2 separate regions of the Ovis aries genome follow, and region 1 is linked to region 2. The links are chromatin contacts, called in public Hi-C maps. All regions are on one chromosome and are shown on one strand. The core of a region is the stretch at or near the end of the contact, and the rest is flanking DNA. Distances in the headings are between cores, read along the strand shown. Region 1 holds the start of LOC114115851 (putative uncharacterized protein FRMD6-AS1). Region 2 has its middle 42 kb from the start of TMX1.

Region 1 (6,154 bases), core at 2,874-5,373, 390 kb before region 2:
TTACTGAGTAACAAGTTCAAAGAAATAAAGCCACAGGGACACCCACTCTATTCAAACAAAAACCATGTACTAAAACTGGGCAGCATAAGTGCTGCTAACAGAGGGGAAGAAAATTAATTACATTTCATCTAATGTGAATCAGACAAAGAACTACCTGAGAAGTTAAATGAGAAGCTTCATTAATTTTTCTAAAACCTTCATGCAGAATTTGCTTGATTTTTATAATGATTTCCTCCTTCACATGAAACTGCGGCTGTAAGGGAGTATAAAATATTGCTTTTCCATATATCTTTGTATGCCAGTAAAACATTATTGCTCAAGCTTCTATAACATCTGTGAAAAAGGCAATGTTATTAGAAAACATTTGAAAACATCAAAAGATAATCTAATTGGAATACTGAGGCTCCAAGTAGATACTTTTGGTCAAGAGTTATCATTATATCGCATTAATGAAATGACCTGGTTAATGACTACATCTCTACCTAGATTCTTGCTGTATAGATAAACTCTGCTGGGGAAAGGCATTTCAGAAAATGCTGTGATACAGACAACACCAAGGAAGCTCTGGGAAACAATGCCATCTCCTTTGCGCAGCGTTTGGCTCATCTGTGAATGTTTCAGCACAACATTTTTCTCAACCAGCTGTCAGATCACTGATTTCTTTCCCTTCCCCAGCGTTCTGTGATCCCTCTTTGATCAGCAGTGTACACTGCATGACTGGTCCATCTGATACATATGAAAAGTGATAGGACACAAAGCTCCATCAGAAGAAATTACACCACTAAATCATACAAGATAATTGGAACCACAGATTGCTTGTTTTCACTCAAAACTTTATGATAAACTCAGCCCTTACAGCTGGAGAGTCCCTCTGGACCCAGAGCATAGCGGGTAGGCATTAGCAGATCTCCCAAATGCTAGAGAACTAATTAAATATTTCTCAAATCATCAGAGTTTAGATGAAAAATGCTTCCAGCCTTTGAAATGCGAAGTGGTGGGACGGGGGTGTAGGGGAAGAAAGGACAGTGATAAGCATCCAATCTCTGAATGCAATATTTATAACACCAAACTAGTGATTCAACACAAACGCAGGCAAGGTTTCCAGGACAGAAGCACTATTTCAGGTTGTATATAGACCTTATAGTGCACCTTAGTTCTAACCCTTTTTCTCTCAGCGGAGAAGATCTTATTCTTTAATTTCCACTTTTAAATATAAAGCTTTCCCTACTTCAGTCTTTACCTCAATACTCATCCTTCTAAGTTTACATTTTCCTTGCAATTCAATGCCCAATTTTCTACTTCTTCCTTCCTCTCAAATTATCCCTTTAACTTGTTCCTACTTATTTTTATAGGCCCCCAAAGCCTCTTCCTCAGGATAATGTGCAATTCAACAGGCCCTCTCAACTACTCCCTATACCAAAGTTTAACTACAGAGGCCAACAATACCATTTTTCCTGTTTGGGTTTCAGGAAAGATACTTTTAACTAAAATTTTACCACTCATAAATTTCTCCACTAAATCTTTCCTTTTCCTCCTCCTACACTAAATTGTTTCCCACACAATTACAATGTAATCAAACACTCAAAATGTATAATTCTATAATCATACAAAGACATCCTAAAAATATATCATTGCTAATGTATGACACACACCCTTTATAACTCTGTTATTGGGAGTACAAGATAAAAAAACACTGGAGTTTTCTTTTAAGTTGTGTTTCTCATTTCTTGTTGAGAAAGAAGGGTAGAGGTGTGTCATACAACTGCTATATCAGAAACCATTCAAACTGTGTTACAAGATTCTATTGAAGATTGTAGACACACTTAAAACTTTTTTTTTTTTCCTTAAAAGAAGTTGTAACTGCATAAACAAAATCCAAAGCTTCTATAATCTGCCCAAAGGATACATAATACTTAAACTGGAGGTCTGTACCTCTTAATAATATATTTTTAATATATTATTTTTTAATAATAATAATTACTTAATACCTCCAGTTTCCCCATAGTCTTCATCTACCAAACCAGGGCATTTATGGGGTTGGTATTAATGAGTAGTAGGAAAAATTCATCTCTCCATAAATGGAGAAAACTTTCTATCCTTTAGAAGACTTGAGACAATATTAAAATGACTGGAGAAGGCTGGTGAAATTTAGTTCTGAACTCTGAAAACCACCTAAGGGATAATTTACAAATACCATCTGGGATCCAGGCAGCCTCATCAACAAAAGGGGAAACTAGTTGAGATCATACAAATCTAAAATTCACATACATTTTTACATCTGGACTGAATCTTTCCTTGGTACGGGCTTTCATGTATTAAAATAATTATTTGCAGGTTTTAGCTTTTTTTTTTTTTAAACCCACAGCCTCAGAAATCAAAATGTGCAACATCCAAGTTGAAAACTACAAAGAATTCCTTTATCAAAAAAGTTAGTTCTGAGACAGGATTCATTTACAGTAAACTCTGAACTTGATAGCCTAGTCAAAAACAATTCTGTTTGAAACTTTCATTTCAAGCATCTGCCACAAAAGGCTACAGAGTCTATTATGTCATAAGTTTTGAAAGCCAAAAGCTTTATAAATGCAGTCGAAAGTGGAAACAAAGTTCAGAATCTCAAAAAGGGCTACAGTTCCCCACCTCCCCATCCAATTTAGCTAGTCTATTTGAATGAGTTTTTAAATAACTTGTAGCTAAAACTTACTACCTAGCACATGGACATTTCCCTTTCAGAAGCAACAGTTTTTATCCTGGCCCATTAGGCTTTCTGGTAGAGCCAGGAGCATCTTAATTCTCAAGTTCAAATTATGTATTTGAAGCTAGTAGCCTACCCACCCCCGTTGCCCCCAAAAAGGAGGGGGGTAGAAGCAGAGAAAGATTTCCTGTCCCTTAAAGTGTTTGGGGCCCTGCAAGAACTGGTGATTACTGTGGTCCATCAGTGTCAGATCTCAGGCACTCTTACAAGCAATTCAAAGTGGGGGCTTGGGGGTGGGGGGTGGGGGTGCTGGGGGGAGAATTAGTTCATATTACAGACGGTCTGCTTTCTGGAAAAGATATCCCGCAGATAACTGGATAGCAGATATTCCCTGGGGGACCCTTCTCATCTAATAATCCCAGAAGTCCATTTTAATATGAAATATAAATCCAATATATTTACAAACATACTGAAAGAGCATTCAAATGTCAGCTGTCTCATATTGTGGAGTATTTTCATTTTTAACATAATACTTCTATTTCTCAAAACCACACCCAAGGAAAAATGATTAAGTGCTAGAAGCTTTTTTTTTTTTTTTTACTACAAAGGACAACAGCACAGGCATCTGTTTTCCTGCCTCTCTCTTCTGTTCTTCTCCCCTCCCCCACCTTCTACCCAGCAGGCGGTCTGTAGGTTTTGGTGCCTGTTAAAATTACTTTCTACAATGGTTTCATAATGCTGCAGATTCTGAAAAACTTCTGATCCATTAACAGTGCTGAGCCTAAACTTATGCTCTGTTCTAAGAAGAGAAATCCAAAAGTCAAAAGCCTTTTTAATGACAGATGTATTACGGAAAATTTTCCCCACAAAGTTTTGATGCTGTGAAATATCAACTCCCTGAAATCACAGAAAGGAAATGACTTACATTCTTGGAAAATGAAGCCACTAGCAGCTTTCTCCAATAGAATTCTCTAATCCCTAAACTACACCCTGTGGCAACGGGGGAGTATTTCGTGCAAGGACTAAATTTATATAGATGCTTATAAAAACCAATAAACAAACATTGCCAGGTCCCAGAGAAGAAGAGACGGAATCCTACATGAGAAATCCAGCAAGAGATACTTTTTCTGAACACTCAAAAAAGGTTACAGAGCACAAACTTGAAGTTAAAAGCAACCTGAGAATGCTTGCTGAAGTTTTCCTTCCCTGCTGTGGGCAATGCACAACTCCTGAGGGAAATACTGGCAAAACAGATTTTTGCTAGAATTCCAAACGAAAAGGATGTCAAGGAGCTAATATTTCTTTAGACACTAACTAAACAACTGCACGGCCTGAAAATTCGCCAACTTTCACCTCAACTTTAAAATGTGCTTATTTTGACAGCTTTCCATTTCTTCCTGCCTTCAAGAAAACGCCCTCACCATTAGATTATGCTGTCCCGGGACAAGAGGGCTGCTGTAATTCCCGTGGACCTCACTCGGATGGCCCCCAGCTGTCCATCCCTGACAGCTCCTGGCCCTCCTCGGGCACAAGCTGGGGGTCTCCTCGGCCCGGAGCCGGGCCTGCGCGTCGCCAGCTCCTCCAGGAACCCAACTACTGCAGGCCGCGCCCCCCACTCCCATCCCACCGAGGCCCCCTTCCGGCGTCGCCGAGGGAGAGCTCAGTCTCCGGCTCCCCCGACCAGGGACTCACGGGGACGGTGGGACAGACTCAGGTCCCCTCCCGCAGCCGGGCTGCCCGGGCCGGCGCGCGCACAACAGGCGGCACCCAGGCATTCGGGACTCAAGAGCTGGCCCCGCCGCCCGGGCACAGCAACGGGGCGTGACGGGCAGGCGTCCCCAGCCCGACCACCCGGGAGCCGAGCGCGAGCACCGATCCCGGGGTCGCAGCCCACAGTCCCGGCCAGCCTCCCCCCTCGCCGCAGAGGCTGCCCAAGGCTCTGCACCTTCCTCGTTGCCCGGCTCGGCTGCCCCGAGGCCCCGTTCTCCCTTCCCGGCGTGGGCGAGCTCCGACTCGCCAAGAAGCGACCTTCCTTCCAGTCCGGTGCCCGACGCCCAGCGCTGAGAGAGCGAGAAGAAGAAAGACGCGGAGAAGGGGACACCGCCTGGACTGGGGCTCGCGACTTCCAGAAGCCCTCCCGAGGTCCCGTCCCGCCGCCGCCGCTGCCGCCCGGCCGGCAGGGGGCAGAATGAGCGGCGGGGGCGCGGTGGCCGGTCTTGGAGGTCGGCTAGGGGAGTCCCCGGGTACCCGGCTCCTGTTCTTACCGCGGAGAAGGTCCGCAGCACCGGGCGTCGGACTATTCCCAGCTCTCCTTGCCTTCCTGTCTGCGCCGCGCCTGCCCTACTCTCAGCCCCTTGCCCTGGGCAGCCAGACGAGCGCTCCGCGTCCGCCCCGCCCACGCCTCCCGCCCCGCCCCCTGAGGCTCCGCCTCCAGCCCGCCCCGAGGTGGCGGGGGCAGTGGCAAAGCCGTTGCAGCAGAGCCTGGAGCTCGCGACCGCACGTGGAGCGCCTGCAGGCCCCGCCCCGGGCCCAACCAAGAGTCCCGCGGAGGGGTGCCGCGAGTCAGAGGCGGGAGAAAGCCGAGCTCGCCACGCCTCCGGGGTCCTGGGGAGGGAGGCGAGCCGCAGATGGATGCTATGTTAGGACCGCAGCCATCTAGGCTCTTCCCAGCAAAGCGGAGACGGAGGCGCGAGGGGACACTGTCAGCTCCCCCTAGTTCTTGCCTAATGGGCCCCTCTGACACCCGGCCTTTGCTTCCCTGTATCTCTACCTCCCGAGCTCAGTCGGGCTGGCCGGGGGCGGCAGTTTGGCCTGAGCTTCGTTTTAGTAATTCGGAACGACTCAGGGGAGGCCACTGGGCGAGGAGGCGGTCCCAGCGGAGGCAATTTAGCGATTCCTTACTCCCTCCAGTCCTGTCCCACACCCACCTGCCCATCCACCACTCGGGACGCCGGTCTTTCGCCGGTTTTTTGCTGGATGGAGGAGGCCCCGCGGAGGAAGTCAAGCCTTCCCCGCTAACTGCCTCTCCAGGTCTTCAGGTAGACACAGTCTCTGTTCGCTGTGGTTTTAGCGCCAGTGACCTCTCGGAAATTATTTTTACCCCCTCTGCTCTCGCTGGTAGCCGAGGGAGTGATGCAAAAGGCCAATGGAAGGTATTTTTAGGGCACTAAGACTCAAGATAGGAGATGGAGTGTTTTTTTGGGGGTCACCTTTTAATTGTTGGGTCTAGGGAAGGAGTAGGTTACACCTTTCCAGCCAGCCTGCGCCACTTGGACCAGCTTTGGGGGACTGGAGACAAGAGAGAAGAACCAGCCTCCACCTGGCTCCCAGGCCCGCAACCCACAGAACTACCCGCTCCCCGCGCCGGGGCTTCTACCCTCCTAGGTCTTCTGGTGCCTGCTAATCCGGTGAGCCCTCGCCAGGGGCGGCTGTAACGCCCACGGGGCCCCTCACTAAGGGACT
Region 2 (6,215 bases), core at 1,722-4,221:
AAGCCTGCACTTGTACCATTTACCACTGATTCTAAGACACACTTTTCCTTATGTACCACGAAGGAAAAAACACTGTCCATTCAACTATGGCTTGACGATAGACTCCACAGTCTCTTTGCTTTGACATTTTTTTTCCTTCAAGAAGGGTTGACATTCTCTCCTGCTGCTCAGCTGAGCTTGTGATGGCACCCTATCATGGATTTCAGCCCCAGTGCCTTCTACTTCAGGGATGGCTCTTCCTCTCCTAGCATCCAGAAAGTGCTCAGTGGGTGCTTTGCAAAAACCATGAGTTTGTGTTCATTGCTCCAACCATGCATATCTGCTTCACGCATATCAAAGACCTGTTGCTCTGTTTCCACAAATTTTTGCACACGTGGTAATTTTTCATTTCAATCCCAAGTGTAATCTTTTTAAGGACCTTTTAAATGGCAACTCAACACCTTCAGTAACAATGTAATGTAAACGTGTCGTCACTCAGTCATGTCCGACTCTTTGTGACCGCATGGACTGTAGCCTACCAGGCTCCTCCATCCATGGGATTTTCCAGGCAAGTGTACTGGAGTGGGTTGCCATTTCCTTCTCCAGGGTATCTTCCCGACCCAGGGATCGAACCCAGGTCTCCTGCATTGCAAGCAGATGCTTTACCCTGAACTCAATTAATTAGGCTGAATGAATGGCAACATGAGCGACTATGTCCAAGTTGGAGCACTATTTACAACTGCGTCTCCAGTGAGCCCAGCTGACACCATCAACTGATCCCCAGAGATGCTAGAAGGTGGAAAATGTGCCTTTTAGAATCACTGAAATATGGTGCCCACCTCCTATCCCATCCCATCATCTGAACTTCTCACTTATACCAGGAGTCATAAATAAAATGAGGAAGAAAATAACTCCAGTCAAGAAGACGATAATTGTTAAAATATATAGTCTTTTCACTATTCTGACTCATTTCTACTGTTTTATCTTAAAGTGAGGGACTCAAAGCTACCTTTCTTCCCTACTCACCTACACTATGTCATGTTACTTTATAATTGTCTTAGTGACAGCATCTCACTACATCTCTTTTTCCTCCCTCAATTTGTCTTTTTTTCTTCCTCTCTGATAACCCGGAAGTGAAAGCAAGTACCCGACTTCTATTTCATCTATCTGGGCTAGTACCATGACTTTGAATATAAAATAAAATTCTTTTCTCTCATTTTTATCATGATTCTGCATAAAACTTGATTGAGTAGTAAGAGAAATAGGAAGAGACTATGATTTTTCAGATGACAAAAGTAGGAGAAACTAAAAGCAGAGACTACTGGTGGAGAAGCCAGTACTAGCACTCAGCCTCTCACACTAGGATTTATCTCCTCTGATGCTGACTCATGTTGGATCAGTCACTCCCCGGACAGAAGAACCCGTTACTGTGACCCTGGAAAGGGTCTCCCGTCACAAGTCCACCCTCAAGATGAAAAGCATTTATTGTGAATTACTTAGAAGTTGAAGTTTGCTAAAATACGCTCAATTCTTCATGGCATGTCAGTTTTGCCGTATTTCAAGGAGAGCTAGTCTGTGTACAACAGCTCAGAGTTGCAAGTACCACATGTGAACAATATGGTAACTTTAAAAAATGTTTGTGTTGTATTTGAAGACTGTTTGCCATAAATCTAAAGTTTGATCTTAATGTATTTCAATTTGGTATGCTAAAAAAAGTACTGAATTAATGTAACAGTCTTTTTTTTAAAAAATCAATATTGTAAGTTCAGAATTTAACTGAAAATATAAAACCCAAATGATTTCTATATAGTAAATTGAACTGTAAAGGTAATTTGTGTGTGATTCTGAATACACAGATAAAATGTTTTTAATTCCTCCTTTAAAAAAAATAAAAAATAAAAAATAAAATACACTCAATTTAGCAAATACTCACTAAAAGACTGCACAAATTAAGGACCTGAAAAAACTGAGTCACCTTGCAATACACCTGAAACTATCACAACATTGTAAACCAAGTATACTTCAATAAAAAAAATTAAAATAAATTTTAAATGATAAACAAAAGTGCTTGCAATTGCCCATAAGATTTTCCATAAAAATAACATTTTTCAATTTTATATATAGCTAACAATTCCAGGGAAAAAAGAAATACAAAAATACTAAGATTTCCAGAGGCAAATAAAATCTATATTTTATTTTTAAAACAAAAACACAAAAAGACTATGCACAGATCATACCACGCAGGGTGCTGTTTGAGATTCAAGGGTGAACGTCACGGTCCTGCCCTCCAGGGACTCATAATCTAGGGCTGTTCTCAACCTGGGGTTGGGGAAAGAGGCAGAGAGGCAACACTGACCCTTTTGTGAATCAGATGACATTTACAGGCCCCAGAAAATTGTTCCAAATCCCCATGTGTGCACACACACACACAATTTTGCAAATAATTTTGGGCGTTTATAGAGCCCTGGGGGCTTCCCAGTGGTTCAGTGGTAAGGAACATGCCTGCCAATGCAGGAGACGCCGGAGATGCGGACTTGATCCCTGGGTCAGGAAGAACCCTGGAGAAAGAAAGGCAGCCCACTCTGGTATTCTTGCTTGGAAAATTCCATGGACAGAGGAGCCTGGCGGGCTACAGTCCAGGGGGTTGCAAACGGTAGGACACAACTGAGCGACTAAGCACAACGACAGAGTCCTGGACTTTGGAGGAGCAGCTCGTGTGGGTGTCCTGTAACATCCGGCCACAAAACTCACGCATATGAGCTTTTTCTCACGGTTACCCCATCCAAGTACAGAGACCAATCAAGCCAGTCAAACAGTTCCAGAAGAAAGCAAGAGCCTGCCCTTGCTGCCCAGGTTTTCTTGGTTAACTGCTGTTCCAGAAACGCCTCACTCTTCTCCCTCCGGTGTTTTGAGGCCCTCTTTCCTGGCAGGGGATGACTGTATTCCAGCCAGCCAGGGCATTCTAGTCTAGGAAGCCAAGGCTCTCCTCACTGGACTGGCCCACAATACCTCGTGGCCCAGCCTCCTCGTCCCTTTACAGCCCCTGGGAGACAGTGAAGCCTCATTGTAGCAGCTGACCCAGGCAGAAAGGAGGGTTCCTCTTAAAGAGGCTGGGGGACCTCGCCCTGCAGGGAAATCTCTGGCCAGGGATATGGCTACAAGGATTTTCTGGCCTTTGTGAGTTGGCTGGTGTTTGGGGATTTTCCAGTCATTTATTACCCTGGAAAAGCAACCAGACTTTTCATTTTAAGTCAGGATGTTGAAGTGTCACTGAATCGCTGGGGACCAACATCTGGGATCAGAGCCTTGCCTTGATTAAAGCCAGAGCCTCAATATCACTTAAGGACACAGACGCTCCAGCTTCTTCCTCACATTAATTTGTGAGTATAAATATGAAACTTCTGTTATGTTCCCCACACCCTCTGCGGAAAGGGGACAGAGTTCCTATCTTGGCTTTTCATTCTGACCTTCAGGCCTAGAGCCATGAAGTGTCTGTCGAAACTCTGAGACTGCAGTCATGTTCTAGTGTCTGTCACCATCCTTCCCTGGATGCTGGTGCTTCAAGGGACCCTGCAGAAGCCTCTTTTGAAATATTACCCCTGCTAATACCAGTAATAATACACAGAGTTTGGGGAGCTTCCCAGGTGACGCTAGAGGCAAAGAACCTGCCTGCCAATGCAGGAGACCTAAGAGACACAGGTTTGATCCCTGGGTGGAGAAGATCCCCTGGAGGAGGGCATGGCAACCCACTCCAGTATTCTTGCCTGGAGAATCCCATGGATAGAGGAGCCTGGAGGGCTATAGTTCATAGGATTGCAGAGTCTGGCACAATTGAAGCAACTTAGCACACATAGTATTTTTTACTTTTAAAAGTGCTTTCACCTTTACTGTTATTTTAACAACTGTTATCTAACCATGAAAATATATCAGTCAGGATCCCAGGAGGAATCAGCGGGCTCATTTAAGGAGTCTGTGCATGTGTGCTCAGTCATATACGACTCTTTGCAGCCTCATACACTGTAGCACACCAGGCTCCCCTACCCATGGAGTTTTCCAGGCAAGAATACTGGAGTGGATTGCCATTTCCTTCTCCTGGGGATATTCCCAACCCAGGGATAGAATCTGCGTTTTCTGCATTGGCAATGGATTCTTTACTGCTGTGCCATCTGGGAAACCCTTAACAAGTTTAATAGAAAATTATTTAAAGAAGGAACTGTTTACCGAGATATGTCCAAGTCCAATCAGGAAAACAGAAGCAAGGCCAAATATTTTAATAAGAGAATATTTAAAGAGTCAGAAATCTTTACATGAAGTATCTACAGTAGTCAAATTCATCCAGACAGAAAGTAGAGGGGTAGTTGCAGGGTTGGGGGAGTAGGGTAGAGGAGTTATTGGTTAATGGACACAGAGCTTTCAGTTTTTAAAGATCAAGAGGTTCTGGAGATGTGTTTTCCAACAATGGGAAACAGATCACTTCATGCCACTGAACTGGACACTTAAAAATGTTTAAGATGAAAAAAAAATGTTTAAGACGATAGATTTTCTGTGTTTTATGAATGAATGAATGAATGAATGTGAAGTCGCTTAGTCATCTGCGACTCTTTGCGACCCCGTGGACTGTAGCCCACCAGGCTCCTCCATCCATGGGATTCTCCAGGCAAGAGTACTGGAGTGGGTTGCCATTTCCTTCTCACGATAAAAAGAAAAAAAACTAGAGATCTGAATATGTGAAAGGACTCTGAGGTAACACTGAAAAGTAACTCTGAAAAAGCAGCTGACACTCCTGGGGCCAGGGAATGGAGGGAAAAGCCTGGGGTTGTTATAACCCAGCACTCGAAGCACTGAGGACAGTCCCGGGAGTGTTAGAAAAAGACAGAGGGCTGGACCCCGCTGCGGGGTGACAGGCTGTCGTGAGGCCCCTGGAACAGGAGGAATAAGCTATGGGAGGACCAGGTCCCTCGGCCCCTGAAGGCTCCCTGTTGCACCCCACAGGTACAGAACTGGTGGGGAGCGGTCCCAAATAAGGGTGTAATTTGCAAAGTCACAGCCCAGCACCAAAAAGCAGGGTATAGGGTGATTACTGGTTGAGCATTATTAGCTTACCAATGGTGTGGTTTCACAAAAGGTGTGGGCAGGGTTAAGGGAATGGTAAGACAACCAGCAGCTGGAAATAGCAGGAGACATTTACCACCCTGAAGCCTAAGGGGCAAGAGGAAGGAATGACGTTACCTTAACAAAACCTTATCAGGCTCATGGCTGAGAGAGAGAGGCTGCCTCGTGGGAGCTATGACCAGCTGCCCAAATCAGGGCCAAGCAAGGAGGGGATGGGCAGGGGTATGGGAGTAACCCCCTGACCTCCCGCTCCTCCCGCCTGCTGATCTCCTGAAACCGCTGCAGTTTGTCCAGACCAAACTGGAAGTCGGAGGGCAGTATGTTTAACATTCCTTTAATGAAAATGGAATCTACCATAGATATTTATCTGCATCTTCATCTCCCCAAGTAAGGACAATAAAAACAATCACAGCAACAAAATATTAAGAAGAATCTCTCCAAGTTTATATAGATCAACTCATACTTTCAACATGGATGGACTTAGAGGTTATCATACTAAGTGAAGTGAGTCAGACAGAAAAAGACAAGTAATATATGATATTGCTTATATGCAGAATCTAAAAAAAAAATGGTACAAATGAACTTATTTACAAAACAGAAATAGAGTCACAGATGTAGAAAACAAACTTATGGTTACCAAGCGGGTAGAGGGTAGAAGGATAAACTGGGAGACTGGGATTGCTATAGATACACTACTATATATAAAATAGATAACTGATAAGAACCTACTGTATAGCATAAAGAACTATACTCAACACTCCGTAATGACATATGGAAACAGAATCTAAAAAAAGAGTGGATATCTGTGTATGAATAACTGGTCCATTTTGCTGCACTGCAGAAACTAACACAATATTGTAAATCAGCTGTACTCCAATTTTAAAAAAAAATTAGAAGCTAGGATAAAAAACACAATTAGCTCCTTGAATTTATGGAACTAAGTTGGTGGCTCAGATGGTAAAGACTGCCAGCAATGCAGGAGACCCAGGTTGGATCCCTGGGTTAGGAAAATCCCCTAGAGAAAGAAATGGCAGCCCACCCCAGTATTCTTGCCTGGAGAATTCCACGTACAGAGGAGCCAGGAGGGCTACAGTCCATGGGGTCACATAGAGTCGGACACAACT

The links. A called contact is a pair of places that touch in the nucleus more often than the background predicts.
Region 1: a Hi-C map of tail adipose tissue shows a contact between it and region 2, with 4 times the contacts expected there. The contact joins the promoter of LOC114115851 here to the enhancer-like site in region 2. A contact is called at or near these places in 3 of 16 Hi-C or Micro-C datasets (skin fibroblasts and tail adipose tissue).

The regions. Positions count from the first base shown.
Region 1 is chr7:42,723,418-42,729,571 of ARS-UI_Ramb_v3.0, reverse strand. It overlaps LOC114115851 (putative uncharacterized protein FRMD6-AS1), which reads left to right and starts at 4,123. Exons shown (of 1, transcript XM_027972248.1): 1 at 4,123-4,884. The coding sequence starts at 4,123. The coding sequence ends at 4,884. The region is part of intron 3 of FRMD6 (FERM domain containing 6); the gene reads right to left.
Region 2 is chr7:42,335,912-42,342,126 of ARS-UI_Ramb_v3.0, reverse strand. No RefSeq gene overlaps it. Among named protein-coding and RNA genes, the nearest start is that of TMX1, 42 kb to the right of the region's middle. Within about 2 kb of position 2,971, at least 5 of the 54 cell types and tissues checked have an H3K27ac peak or open chromatin away from gene starts, as enhancers often do. A contact at or near this core is called in tail adipose tissue, where this site is marked.